2 separate regions of the Anser cygnoides genome follow, and region 1 is linked to region 2. Evidence: chromatin contacts called from public Hi-C data. All regions are on one chromosome and are shown on one strand. The core of a region is the stretch at or near the end of the contact, and the rest is flanking DNA. Distances in the headings are between cores, read along the strand shown. Region 1 has its middle 13 kb from the start of TDRD15. Region 2 holds the start of APOB (apolipoprotein B).

What was found. Hi-C and Micro-C count contacts between places; a contact is called where the count stands out from the background.
Region 1: a Hi-C map of liver shows a contact between it and region 2, with 2.9 times the contacts expected there. The contact joins the enhancer-like site here to the promoter of APOB in region 2. A contact is called at or near these places in 3 of 7 Hi-C or Micro-C datasets (all in liver).

Annotation. Positions count from the first base shown.
Region 1 is chr3:113,479,695-113,486,629 of Taihu_goose_T2T_genome, reverse strand. No RefSeq gene overlaps it. Among named protein-coding and RNA genes, the nearest start is that of TDRD15, 13 kb to the left of the region's middle. Within about 2 kb of position 1,534, at least 2 of the 3 cell types and tissues checked have open chromatin away from gene starts, as enhancers often do. A contact at or near this core is called in liver, where this site is marked.
Region 2 is chr3:113,444,920-113,452,182 of Taihu_goose_T2T_genome, reverse strand. It overlaps APOB (apolipoprotein B), which reads left to right and starts at 1,778. Exons shown (of 29, transcript XM_013194833.3): 1 at 1,778-1,929; 2 at 3,559-3,597; 3 at 6,298-6,413; 4 at 7,241-7,263. The coding sequence starts at 1,872.

The DNA.
Region 1 (6,935 bases), core at 285-2,784, 35 kb before region 2:
ACATCTAAAACAGTGGCTAAAAAGGCTGAATAAACATGGTTCCAGTACTACCCCGTGGATTTCCATATAAATTCTTATAATAGTACTTTTTTTCTATATCGATTTCTTAGTTTAGAACGTTCCCTGTTACCTTATTAAGAAATCATAAGGCACTACTGGATATCGTTAACGAAGTGTTTCACGTCTACGTTAAGAATGGGTTCCAAATACAGAGAGAGCCAGTCATCTTCAAAATGACCACATTTCCAAGGGGAAGTTGTGCACAGCTCATGTCCAGCCCATATGTGCACAAAATTAATTTTTAATTCCCACGTACTGCTAAACATCTATATCACTAGAGTGCTTGTACTTGCATTTGATGTAATCCACGATCATACCTTGACATACATAATGTAGCAAGGCCACTACATGGTTCTATCCATTCCGTGGATGGAGCTTTGACAGTTAGAAGCAAGAATCACAGAATCATCTAGGTTGGAAGAGACCTCCAAGATACTGAGTCCAACTTAACACTAACAAGTCCTCCACTAAACCATATCACTAAGCTCTACATCTAAACATCTTTTGGGATGCTTCATTACCTGTGTTATGTTTGAAATATTAAGATGTTATCTCAAGGTTAAATTTAGATAATATTTTCTGAAATGTGTACATGTTGTTTTCAGTAGAAAGAGAAAAAAATACCCTAATGGAAATCAGTGACAGATTCATCTGTCATTAAATGATTAAACTCATTAAATGATTAAACTTGTTAAATTTGGAATGGTCCAAATTTTATATCACAGGTCTGACTATTTTATGATGATTCTTATGTGTGGAGTAGTCCTTTGTCATGAGTCAACAAACACTCTTTCAAAAAAGTCCTAGGCATGATCATAGATTCAGCTTGGGACTGTTTTGCAACAGATTTGGATGGATGTCAGCCTGGTTTAGAGACTGAAGAAGTTTCAGTAATGAGGGTGCAACTGAATTACAGCAATTGGGTGCAAGGGCAGAGAATAATCCCAGGTCCTGCTTGGCACGCTTGGTGCACAGAAGTAGACTCTCTGTGCAGATATCTAAGGACATAATTTCATTCCCACACGAAAAGGTACACAGTGACTTTTCTAGGTATTTCGTTGGCAAACTGCACTGTCACTGCCCTGACTAATGTAAAAGAAGGGCAGCCAAGTGGGCAAACCACATTTTGGGGTGCACTAAACCACAGCGTGGCCAGCTGGTCAAATGAGGTGATTCTCCCACTGTATTTAGCACTGGTGAGACCTCACTTTGAATATTGGGTGCAGTTCTGTTCTCTACAGTTTAAAGGAGCTGTTAAGGTACTTGAAAGTGGCCAGAGGAGGGCAACAATGCTGGTATGAGAGCTGGAATGCACGTCCTATGAGGAGAGGCCAAGCACACTTGGGTTGTGTGGTTTGGAGAAAAGGAGGCTGAGAGGTGACCTCATTGCTCTCTGCAGCTTCCCAAGGTGGGGAGGTGGAGAGGGAAGTGCAGGTCTCTGCTCCTTGGTAGCTGCTGATGAGGGAACGGCACAAAGTTCTGCCAGGGAGGTTCAGGCTGGACATAGGAAAAATGTCTTTACTGGGAGGGTGATCAAACACTGGAACAAGCTTGCTGGAGAGGTGTTTGGTGCCCCATGGCTGTCAGTGCTCAAGAGGCATTTGGATAATCCCCTCAGTAACATGCTTTTTTTTTTTTTTTTTTAGCCCTGAAGTGGTTGGGCAGTTGGACTCAATATTTGTAGGTCCCCAATTTCCCTTGTGTCTGAAGAAAATTGCTTTGAAGCTTAGCTGACAGGTTGTTCACTGCAGTTTTCTGTGTTACATGGGATAATGCAGGGGATGGGGAAAGGTAGGGGGAGCTTGAGGTCACATTCATGCAAATGGTCATAGTGGTCCATGGAAAATATTTTCTTTCATGTGTTCTGTGTCAGGATGATCTTTCAGTTGAACGGGTCAGTGTGGTCTGCAGTTGAGCATTATCAGTTGATCTGAGCCCTAAAGTGTTTGCCTTGAATAATTCTTATCATTTTTCCCCCCCAAAGAATTACACAACATGCAATACCTCTAAAAAGTCTTATCAGGAATCTTTTGAAGTAAATAAAATATATTTTTGCACTTTAAGGCTTGACTAAGTAATTGACAAAATATGAAATCATTTGAGAACTGTATGCCAATGGAAGTACGTATCCAGCAAAATAAAAATCAGAATGTAAATGTGTATTGAATAGAAGCAAATCTGTAAATATAGTAGCTTTAAACGTGATAACATGGGTAAACAGTAGGAAGGATAGAATTGCACAGACTTCATCGTGGATTGTGCAATCACGTTGGGGACCTTAGGCATGTACTTCAGTTGCTAGCCTGCTCTGACACCCACAGTCTCCAAATAGTGTATTTGGTGCTTGCTTAAACCATTCTCCACTGCAGTCATACCTTCAGTTGCAGTGTCAGCATACATGAGAGAAAAGCTGCTGTACCTTCCCACAAAATAACTGGACTGAAAGTCAAATTATGTACTGGGTTCTCTGAGTTATAGAATGGGTAATACAGAATGAGTCATGAATGGGTAAAACATAATAATTGGACCCAAAGGTTTTCCGTGAAAACATTGAAGGTTCATATTTTTCTCAAATTAATATTTTTGGCATTTTCTGTAGAAAACACAAATACATATTTTGGAGCAATTAAAACAAAAATAGAAAATCAGACAAAAGTATGAAAAAGTAATTATTTTATTTACAATCCAGAATTATGCCAAGAGCTTTGAGAGACTGGGTAGATTTTGTGCTAAATGAAGGAAAAAACAACCTTAGTAGAATTTTTGTTCCAGTTTTGTATTTTCTAAGAAGAGTAATTGATATGTTTCTGTCACCTTAGCTATGAGACTGATTCAGAACTCTGACCTGATCTGCCTTTGTCCTTAGCTTTGATAGAGGTGAGTGAGACCAGGAAATTTCCGCACTGAAAATGTACATAATGCACTGGTACAGATTTTGAAGCTACATCAAACTTCACAGCTTAATGTTTTTTGAGGCTCTGTAGACTTCCTAGATTTCTCTTAGACAAAGCCTTTCTAGTTTGCATTTTAAATGCTGAACTGTCTTCCTGGTACCATGTCCCCATCTTTTCATAGTTCTTTTCAAGCAGACTAACAATTTTTCTCTTTAGTGCTGCCACATCAAATTTAATTGCCACGTTATGTGCCTTAGAGTAAGAGTGTTCCCATAGATGCCTTTGAAAGCACAAGTGTGTAGACAGCCCAGTTCTGATAAAATTATTTTCAATTATAGCTTTTAATATATATTAAAAACCTCTAGTTATACTTTGGAGTTGAATCAGAAAGCCTGACACCCAAATCAAGTGCTAAGTGAGGAGCAGGGCTCAGACACAGTGCTGGGATACCAATGGTTCTCAAAGATCAGGTCAGCACACATCCACCTGTACGAACTGAGTTAAAATTTTGTCTTGAAAGCTTTTTTTTTTCCACCTGGATAGGAAAAAATCTTTTAGCCACTAGTGATACTTGTTATCATGTAAAGTGGTGACTGTCATTTTCTATCAAACTACTTGCAACAAGAAAATCCTACTCTACCTTTTTATTTCCAGCTGCTTCAAAATTTAGAAACTTGATAATTAGCATATCTTAAGTATGCCTGCTGTAGGAAAGATTCACTATAAAAGAAATTCCTAGCTGCATTTGAAATGTATATTTACCTAATTATTTTATTTTCCCTCTTAGGAGATGGTGAAACATAAATATGTGCTAATTAAGTCTGTTTGTCCAGATGGATTGAGGCCAAATTTCAAGACTAATTTAACACCTGATAAAACAGTGACTTGAGAAAAGGATCCTTGCAGACAAGCCTGAAATGTAAGGATGATTTGATAATTTTCAAGAGAAAAAAAAATCATATACATTTTGCAAACAAGCTTCACAAACAGGTCTGCAGAAATATAGGCTAAGGTGTAATTATGCTAGTCTATGTGACTGTTCTCACATGAACCTTCCCTTGGAATCAATAAAGTCAGTCATGCTTATTTCAGGGAGTGAATCATTGAAGATAAAATGTATAACTAATCAAATGATATAGCAGAATAAACAGATCATTCAAGCTGCAAAACAGCACTTTAAAAATTGGGAGACTGTACCTTGAATTTGGTAAGTGCATAAACTGTAACTATTTGAGCTAACTCATATCTTTTTTTTTTTTTGTCATTTTATCTCCATCAGTTCCTAAAGACATGAATAATTATGTGCATAATAGCTAGTCATAAGCACAAGCTCAAATGTAAAAGAGAGCTGGGAACAGAATCACACATTTCTGTAAATAAGCATTTTCTTAAGGAAGACACCACCCTCTTAACACTTAAATGATAAAATATATAAAGGAGTAAGTATGGTCTGTTGTGTCCATATAGACATTTTTAATAGTATTCCTCATCCTAATTCTATGAAGTGAGTGCAGATGAGGAATGCACTGCATACGTATTCTTCATCACTCCTAAAGGTGCTCAGAACTTAGTATTAATTGGATCATAATATCTTACTTTTTGTTACGTATTGCAAATCCTGGATTTCTTTCACAGCAGTATTCAAAATTGCTATGTTACCATTCCTCATAGAACATTGCAATGTAATCAGTGATGGAGTTAATTACACTCGTTGCCTTGCTTGGCTGTAGTAACTACTAATTTACATTTTTCTTTTTCTGTGTCAGAGATACAGATACTATCTTTTATCATACATTTCAGTTGGCTTTTTGTTCTCTGTTTACCAAGACAACTGGTCTAGGTCTCAGACTGGTAAATAATGTCTATTCATTACAATAAAATATTTCTGTTTTGTCACAATTATGTATCACAGAGCTAAAAAACATAGATGTTACATTGAAAAAAAATTACATTAATATCAAAACCTTGTCTTTACATCTGTGGGTAGTCCTCATCCCCGTAGTCTATCCTATGAATCAATTTCAGGATCAGAGGTACTGCAAACACAAAAAACATCTAGCAAGTTTCGGAGTGCTTCTCAGAAACAGCAGATTTTTGTGATGAAGTGCATTGCATGTTGACTGTATAGTACAGGCATATATTCATTGCCCATAGGCTACTCTTGCCTATACCAGCAAAGTAACTTAGATAGTGACTGGAAGTAGAAGGCTTCCATCTGATCAAATTAAAATTTGGGTGAAAACAGGAAGCAGTCTGCATGAATTGATGACAGCATTTCTGTTCCTTGCCTTCAGTTTCTTAATACCTCACCAATCATTAGACTACCTACATGCCTGTCACATAACTGGAAAGAGGACTTCATCCACCTCCAATAAACAGCACATGAAAGCTAGCAGCTACTGTGGGCACATCCAGCCTGCTACTTCTGTGAGGCCTGAGAGAAGTGGAGGCACTAGAAGCAGGCCAGATAGTCACATAAGACTGTTATAGCCCATTCTCCTCACACTAAGCTCTATTCATCTAAGCATGGCAATGACTGTAGCTGTCTTAAACAGAACTTCTACTGTCAGTGGAGTTTAAAAGAATAACCCTATTTTGGACTAAGAGGAAAGCAAGCTGCACTTTTATGGAGATTTCAATGTGAACAAAGCAACGGAGACATCATTTTTCCAGTAACATCTTAAAATTAGAGAACAATCATGAGCCAATTACTTTTAAATGTACATAAGAGAGCGTTAGCAGTATATTTTCATAGCATACTAGGTCCTGGAAAACCGCAATGCAGACAGTCACACAGGATTGAAAATACAACAGGAACAAATACAGTGGGAGCTAGTAATCAAAAAAATGAAAAGTGACAGCAATGGCTGTAACTGAGAAATTAGAAAATGAAGAAAAGTCATAGGAAAAGCAAAGAGATAAGGAGAAAAACATGTTTGGGAGACTTACAATTTTAGAAGTTTTAAACAACAAACATGGTCAGTGAAGATATGCTGTCAATAACAATGCAGAATATGCAGAAGTTTTCTAGAAATATTTTATTTTCATTTTGGGAAAGTATGCTAGGTGACTATAATAAGGTCATGCTCCAGTATTTTCCACTCTAACAGCAACTAATGAAGATATTAAATGTCAGCTATTACAATGCATACTTTCAAATAAGCACATAGGGATGTGCTTGCATCCAAACTTTTTTTTTTTAAAGCTGCTTGAGGAGGTCTACTGTGTTTTTAATGCTGATTTTTATAAGTCTTCAGTCACTTCTTAAGGACTGGAAGAAAGCTAGCATAGTGTCAAGAAATGGCTATTTTTTGTTTAGACTGTAGCAAGGTTTCAAAATAATGTTTCATAGCGACTTGAGACCCAGCTGGGGAGGTGCGTTCTGGGTGTGTTCATTGTAATGTTGGCTAGATTGTAAGGCTTCAGAGAATGGTTAGTATACAATATAGTCCACTACTGGTGGTTGGTTACTAGTGGTTTTCCTTGGGGCTCAGTACCAGGCCTGAAATTATTCATGGGGGTTGTAACATTTAATATCAAGTTTACTTCTTGAAAGACATTTGATCACAAGATTTTGATTTAGAAATGCAATAAATGTACTGAAATCTCTGTACAAGCAATTGCAATGTGCAGTTGGATCACAGTACAAATGTACACAGTACAAAATTCCCATTATTAGTCTCTATGCTCAACTGTCACAACGCTGGAAATCCCCAGTCACTGGGAATGAACTGGGTTGAGCCTGTTGCTCTCTTCAAAATTATTTTGCTATTTTTTTAAATTTTATACTCTTCTGTTGAGCTAGCTATTCACTCCCCACGTGCTAGTCTGGCTAACACAGAGATGCATTCACACTCTTAATGAACTCAGGAAGAAACATTTACACCATTGGTTTATCCATTCAACTGTCGATAGCTGTTTATCTAAAACAAAGGCCACCCTCTGGTCCGCTGGTGATGAGGTAGTCAGCTTTTTTGCAGC
Region 2 (7,263 bases), core at 529-3,028:
CACCTGAAGGCAGCGAGGAGACAAAGGCAAAATATAGAAGTAGCTAACAAATCTCTGAATCCTGAACACTGGCCAATCCAAAGCTCTGTTAATCTGCAGTGCTAAAGTGAACAAATAAACAGATTTTAAATAATAGTGAAAATTTCTTGATATTTGAATGCAGAAAGGGATCACATGCTAGGAACAAAAATACGATATTATTTTACAGTCTCTTTGGTAGAATCATGTTACAAAGTAAAATCACTTGTATTACAAACATACTGAGGCAGCTGTGGACACAAAAGTAAACAAAAAGCTATGTTGCTTTTTGGAAGTAAAAATAATAATCTGTTGGTTGTTGTATTGTATCTGATTGGTGTGAACCAAGGACAGAAATAGAAATGGAAAAGCCTGAGAAATGCTTTCTTTTCATGATGTTTCCAATACTGATGAGTTCAGCAAAGAAGATTTCTGCAAGAAATCTCTCAGAAATGGCATGTTCCAATTAATACGATCAGACAGAATCCTAATTATAAGATATCTCCTTTATTGAAAAGTATGCCCCATGCTTACTGTTTGGTTGAACTGATGCTAGGAGATACGTGGTTGTAGTGTATGCTGGAATGGTAAGGTAACTTAACCGTGAAGTCCAAGAGCGAAAAGATACAGAGAAATAAGAGACTTTAAAGATAACTGCTATGATGCATAGTAACATTTCAAGGGAAAAGGAATTACCAGTTAGCTAAGCCAAAATTTAATTTTTGATTCAACAAGCTAGGAGGAAATATTTTGATTTGGGAAAGTCAAAACATTTCATTTTGATCAGATATATGAAAATTAAATTTACTGAACAAAATGTTCTCAACTATTTCCATATTTAGTTTTTTTTTTTTTTTTTTTAATGAAATTAGAATCACAGAATGGTTTGGGTTGGAAGGTACCTTAAAGATCAACTAATTGCAACCCCCTCACCTATATTAGTTTCAATAGATATGAGTAGAGAGAGCATTCAAACTACTGGGATTTCTCATGGCATAAAACCAGTCTTCTTACCAATGTACATATTCATAAACAGCTTTTTATTTGTTTGTATTTGAATTTAGTTTATATTTGTAGGCTTTTCTTCTTCATTCAGATGTATTTGTTGTCTGATTTTCATAGTTCTGCTACAATTAGCAAATGAAATGGAATTTAAATTAAGGAGACAAAGAAATTGTACAGAGCTCACTTTCAACATGAATATGACCTGATTTGCCAGAATATTACAAGTAAATTTAATTTTTATTTTTTATTTTTAGAAAGGCATATGACAAATTCTAGCAGAACAAAGTAAAAATCCTTAACCTTTCATTCTTCTGCCTGTAAAAGGAAGATGTCTAAATTGCACAATACTCTCATCTTCTCAAATACTCATACCTTCAAGCCTTTCAACATCTATGGTGAAAGCATGCTGCAGTGATCATTTCTTCCAGCTATAATTTATGCATTGTAAGCTTTCCTATGTAAATGCGGGAAATATATTTGAATACATTGGGAGATGCTGTAGCTGCGGGCTTTTGTTTTCAAAACTCTGTTAAAGAAAAAAAAAAAAACAGTGGAAGAGTAACATATATCTAGTATATGCTCAGTCTTCTGCCTTTGGGGACTCCCAGCAACCAAAGCAGTGCAGTGTTTGGAGCGCAGTGAGGATCTAGATCTCTCACCTTTGGACCTTTGGCAATTTGCTCCGAGCTTTCTAAACCGTTTGCCTCAGCTGCTTGCTACAGACTATATAAGTGAAGGTCCAAGTCAGAAGGCTCACTCTCCCTCTGAGGCAGTAGGGAAGAGGTGAAGAGGGGAGGGAAAGAAAAGCAGAGGAAAAGAGAGAGCAGCAAGAGGGTTCGGGGCTCGCCATGGGCCCTGTGCAGCTCTTGCTGCTCTTGCTGCTGCTCAGCAGTGGTGTTCTCACACGTAAGTACCGCCTTTTATGGCAGCGCTTTTCGCTGCTTTATTTATGAACTCGTTAAAACAACGATAATGCAAAAATCAGCAAGACAGTGGTTTATAGAATTAGAGAGGGTAAGTGTGATTAAAGAGGCCATCTCTTCCGTTTGGAGGACTGGGCAACTATAGGAGGATCCCAACATAGGAAAAAACACAAATGTTTTCTGGTGCCTTTTGATCAGATTTAATGTATTTTACAACTTATAAGGAATTCAAGTAGTTTATTTGGGCCTGATTGTTTTTCTGTAATGCGGTCCTTGTTCACATCCATGGAACTACTGCAGCTTACAGTTCAGGCTTATCCCAGGTTTTGCTGAACCATGTTTGGGGTGCGTGAAAAAAAAAATGGAAGCAATAAAGCAAAATGTATTTGGCAGGTAGCACTTAGGTTTGAAACACAATTTTGTGTTAAGGAGACACAGCCATCAGTAGTAGTAATAAAAGCAGTAGACCAGCAGAGGTTTCTTTCTAAAATCAGAAAAGACACTCTGGATCAATATGGTGCAGTGTATTGTGAGCTCTCTCTTTGCTTCCCAAGAAGTGGCTTTTCAAAATATGACACTGTAGTGTTATGACTGCAGGAACCTCAAGGAGGGAAATGAGTCTGGGGCCAATTATGCAGTTCTGAACCACTGTCAGGATTTATACGCAGATCCAATTCAGCATAAATACACCTTTGCAGGACTACCATTCTGTTCCTGACTGATGTTACAAAATTTTGAACAATGCACTTTTTTCTAATGCTTAATATTAGTGTTATTACTGTTGCTACTATATTACAATAGAGTGGTCAGCCTTGGAATTCCCATTATGGAATCCTGGAAAGTCTGCAGGAAATATTCTGAAAAGTGTTGGCATTTATGTGTGATGTCCAAGGAATGACATAGCACCACATGAGTGCAGCAAACTTACTAGGATGTATTTTATTGTATATACAATAGTCAAATGGGATGTGTCTAAGACATAATGGAGCAAACAATTCTTAAATTAAATAGGTTTTCAATTCATGTTCTTTTTCTCCAAAGTGTGAACTCTGAATATTCACACTGGTTGCCAGAGAAAGCATATTGATTGTTTAAACAAAATAATCAACAAGTATATTTACCTTGACCGATATAATTCAATCCTATTTATTGCCCTACATTGTCTACCAAAAAAAAGATTCTTGGAAAAAAAAGGTTTAATAGCAGAGAATTGTAGTATTACTTATCAAAGTTGTCGTTTTTCAAATGTACAAAATGTGAAATAAAGCCATTCATTCATTATGCAGTATTTCTGTGTTCCAAACAGACAAAACATTTAAAGCAAGCAAACTATGTTACAAGGTGTATTTCATCTGTCTACCTCTGAATTTTATGCCTATTGTTTAAACTTCTTCATGTAATACAGAACCATTAAAAATACTTGCCAACCTAGAAGCTGATCCATCTCCTTGTAAAACAAAGTAATTTAATTCAGTGAAAACATCAAAAGTTGGTATTAATTAGACAGGTCTTACAGTGAAAATGTAGTATTTCCTTTTATATATACATAGTCCTTGCTTTATGACTATAAACCGCCTGTGCAACTTTTAATTCTTGTTTTTATTCTTTACAGAAGAAGAAACACCTGAAAATGGAAATCCCGGATGTTCAAGTAACTGATTTCTTGCATCTGCTTTTGTTGTCTCATGTTGCTATATTAACTAAATACAATATTCAAAGCTTTTTCCTATTCCACACATTTCTGCCTCAGAAATAAGTGTAACAAAAGTGATGGCAATATTCTGAAGTCTTAACTGTCATTTATTTCAAGTATTTAATTATCCATAAGGCTTAACCATAAGAATATCAAAAGTTTTAGTAAAATCAGAAGAGATGAGATAGTGTTTCTAAACTTTTTAAAAAGCTCCCTTTAAGAAGCTTTTTTTTTCATTGTTTTGTTAATTTCTTAATTCTCAGGTGTAAATTCCTTAATCTGGAAATCCCTGTTTATCAGATGTGAAGCTTTACTAGTGACGTTATGCACATTACACTTTACCATGAGCTGAATCTCACTTCTGATGTACTCTTCACAGTGGCTGCTAAACCCACAGAATTGCACTTGGATCTCTAACTAAATAACTGCAGAATAAATCATCAACTCTGTCAGCAAGGACAGCAATTCCTTAAAACAAGTCAAGACTCAGGAAATGCTGACTTTATGCCCTATCTCTATAATGAACTCTGACTGGCCCTGACTGCTTGGTTAGACACATAATGTTCCACCACAGGGTCAAAGTACCAAATAAGTTGTTTTGTCTGTTGTCCCTTTTGGTCTTCAGGCTTTTTTTTTCAGTTGTTGGATACTTTAGCACCACCGCCAGGCAACTGAGGCTATTTCAGCTGCCTGAAAGAAATTCAAATTCTTTTCTGGGCTTCACTGCCAATTTCTTGTGTATTTTTGATATAATAAATTCATTGGTATTTGCATTTCTAATCTTATCATTTCCGTATTCCTTTTCCATCTATTCCTGTGCAAAAGCAGAAAATGAAGCAATAATTAGCCTTTTGGCTTTAGCCTAGCAGATATTGGTATTGCAAACATTTCTGAGAATGTACAGCTAAGCAGTGATAAAGTCCAGGACAGTAAAAAGTAACGGGGATAGTGGTGATTTTTTTTACTGCAGTTAAATTTAAGGTTAATTAGATGACTTAAGTAATTTGTCAAATGTTTGTCAGTAATGCTGATGACTATATGGTAGCAAGTATTAATTATATTATAATCGAGCAATTATATTATAAGTCGAGCAATTTCCTAAAAGTAATCTCAGTTAAAACACTATTAAAATAGTTAAAGCTTATAAAAATTATAGTCCAGTGAGGAAATACAATATCCGTAGTAATGTTCCATTCTCCTCCCTAAGTATGCAATTCTGTGGTATATATGACAAGATGCCATTTCATTTGCCCTGTGACATGATAAATATTTTATAAAAGAGGAAGAGTACACCTACATTGATGGCAGGTGTAGGCAAGCAAAATCATACAGATATGATGGTGGGCATTTGGGTTTATAGCAAGATGACTGTACCTTTTTCTTCTGCAAAAGTAGATCAGATATGTTCAGACAGTCACAAATAACTACATAGTAGATATTTAGGAAAATGAGTTTCACTCAGCATCACTATAATGTCACAGTCGCAGTGAGCTGCTCAGTCCGAACAGAGGGAACAGTAATTTCAGGTTCAGATACAGCTAAACTGCTTTAATACAGTCACTGAAAATACCTGATCATATGTTTAGTTTAAAATGATGCCTGTAAATATAATGGGAGTGCATTGTACCTGAGGATATTATTTGGCCTACATTATACATTCCAGACACAAAAAGAATATCTTATAGCTCTGTATTTGACACTGAGCCAAAATATTCTTTCTTTATGTCTCTGTTATGATGTTCATTTTTGCTTGTAGGATTTAAAATTACAGACAAATTGCCTCTGAAAACAACAGCAACGCATTAAATACTGGTGATATTCATCCCTTTGAGGAAGACCATTATGTTTTATGGCTTCCTTTGATATAAAATAGAAACACCTCCACTAATCCTTCCTCCTGCCTCACCCTCGCTCAAAAACTGAGTGGTTTTGTCTTGCAGTGGATGGTCTTTATATAGCAAATTTTATATAGCAAAAAGTTAACACCATTAAAAAGTCTACTGTAGTGAAAATCATTGATCTACTAAGCAAATTCATTACAGTATATCACATTTCAGGAAGATATTCTGTAAATTCAGATGAAATGGTAAAATGGTAATGGAGAAAGCTAGTTTTAACATTCTATCCCTTTCTGTGTTTATTTGCTTTCAGTCTTTCCCATGTGATTTAGGTAGAGTTTCTTGCATCTTTGAATTATTAGGCAAAAGTCTTAGGTGATTTTATTCATTTTATTAAGAATTTTAAAACTGCCATTTGATTAGTGTATTTTTAAAGTAATGGGGTCATTCTTAAAATGGTTCCACATCTTAACTTTTCTGCTGGTTCTGTCATTAACTCAATTAGGTGTGATTCTAAGGCCAGGTGGGGTCATATTGTCAGTTCTCATTCTATACAGCATTGGACCCAGAAACTTATGCTTCCTCCAAAAATTTTTGTCTGAGCTATAGCTACTTTAGAAAATATCCAGCTGACATGAAGGCATTACTTCTCTGTCTAAAAACTCCCCTATAGCAAGTATAAAAGAGAGTAGTGGGGCACTTATGCTTCCTTTATGAGGGGCATTCATTTTAGTTACACGACATTAAGTATGTATTGTAAGGATCTCAATATGCACAATCCTACTAAGTGATAAAAGCTCTCTTGTTTTCCTAATTGCAGAAGATGCAACCAGATTTAAACACCTCAGGAAATATGTTTACTTATATGAAGCAGAAACATCAAATGGAATCACGGGAACAGCAGATTCTCGAAGCGGTTCAAAGATCACCTGCAAGGTAAGGAAAAGAGAGTAAATACAACTCGTTGGGACTGTATACTGAGTAACATAGGAGCTGGCAACTGAGAAACATCCTTCAGTGTTTTTCCAAACAGGATTATTCTTTTGAAAGTACATGTTGAGAGCCCTGAAGACTAACCCTCCCTATCCTAGACAGAAGGCACTTCATACCTTCATACCACTATGTTAGTGTTCTGTCTTGATCTGGCTGTACTTTTAGGGGAGAGAGGAAGAAGACCTGGTAGTTGAACTTTGCTTCGCTACCAGGCTGAATGTATATCAAACAATTCTACAGGTTTAACTAAGACAGCTCACTGATGCCATGAAGACCACTTGGTCACCTGTTGGTGGTAATAGTCAGGCCAGGATCAGTGCAGTAGGGGTAAAAGGCTCCACAGGGCATTAAACTAATGTCCATCCTAATCCTGCACCAGTTTCCAAAAAATATTTGTTTTTAAATGTTTTTTCAGAAGTTGAGTAGTTGAGGAAAGTATTCTTTATTTAGCTCACACAATTTGACAGTCTAAACATCAATCATAATGACTCAAGTTTTCATACAATTTTTCTAGTACTATAAATTTTCAGAACCTAGGTTGCTTGTTTACTGTGTGTATACTCCATGCCATTAGCCAAGCCAATACCTGCTTTGAAGTCTTCTACCTCAAGCTACCTTAAGCTGTTTAGATCAGTTTGGAATCTTTCCCAAGAGCTGCTATCAGCACAATTCTGACGATTTACCAAGCCAAGGAAGACTATGTTCTCAAAACTGGATCTGGAAACATGGTAATGAAAAAACAGATAAACACAACCTGTTTGTGTTTTCAGGTTGAACTGGAGGTACCACAGCT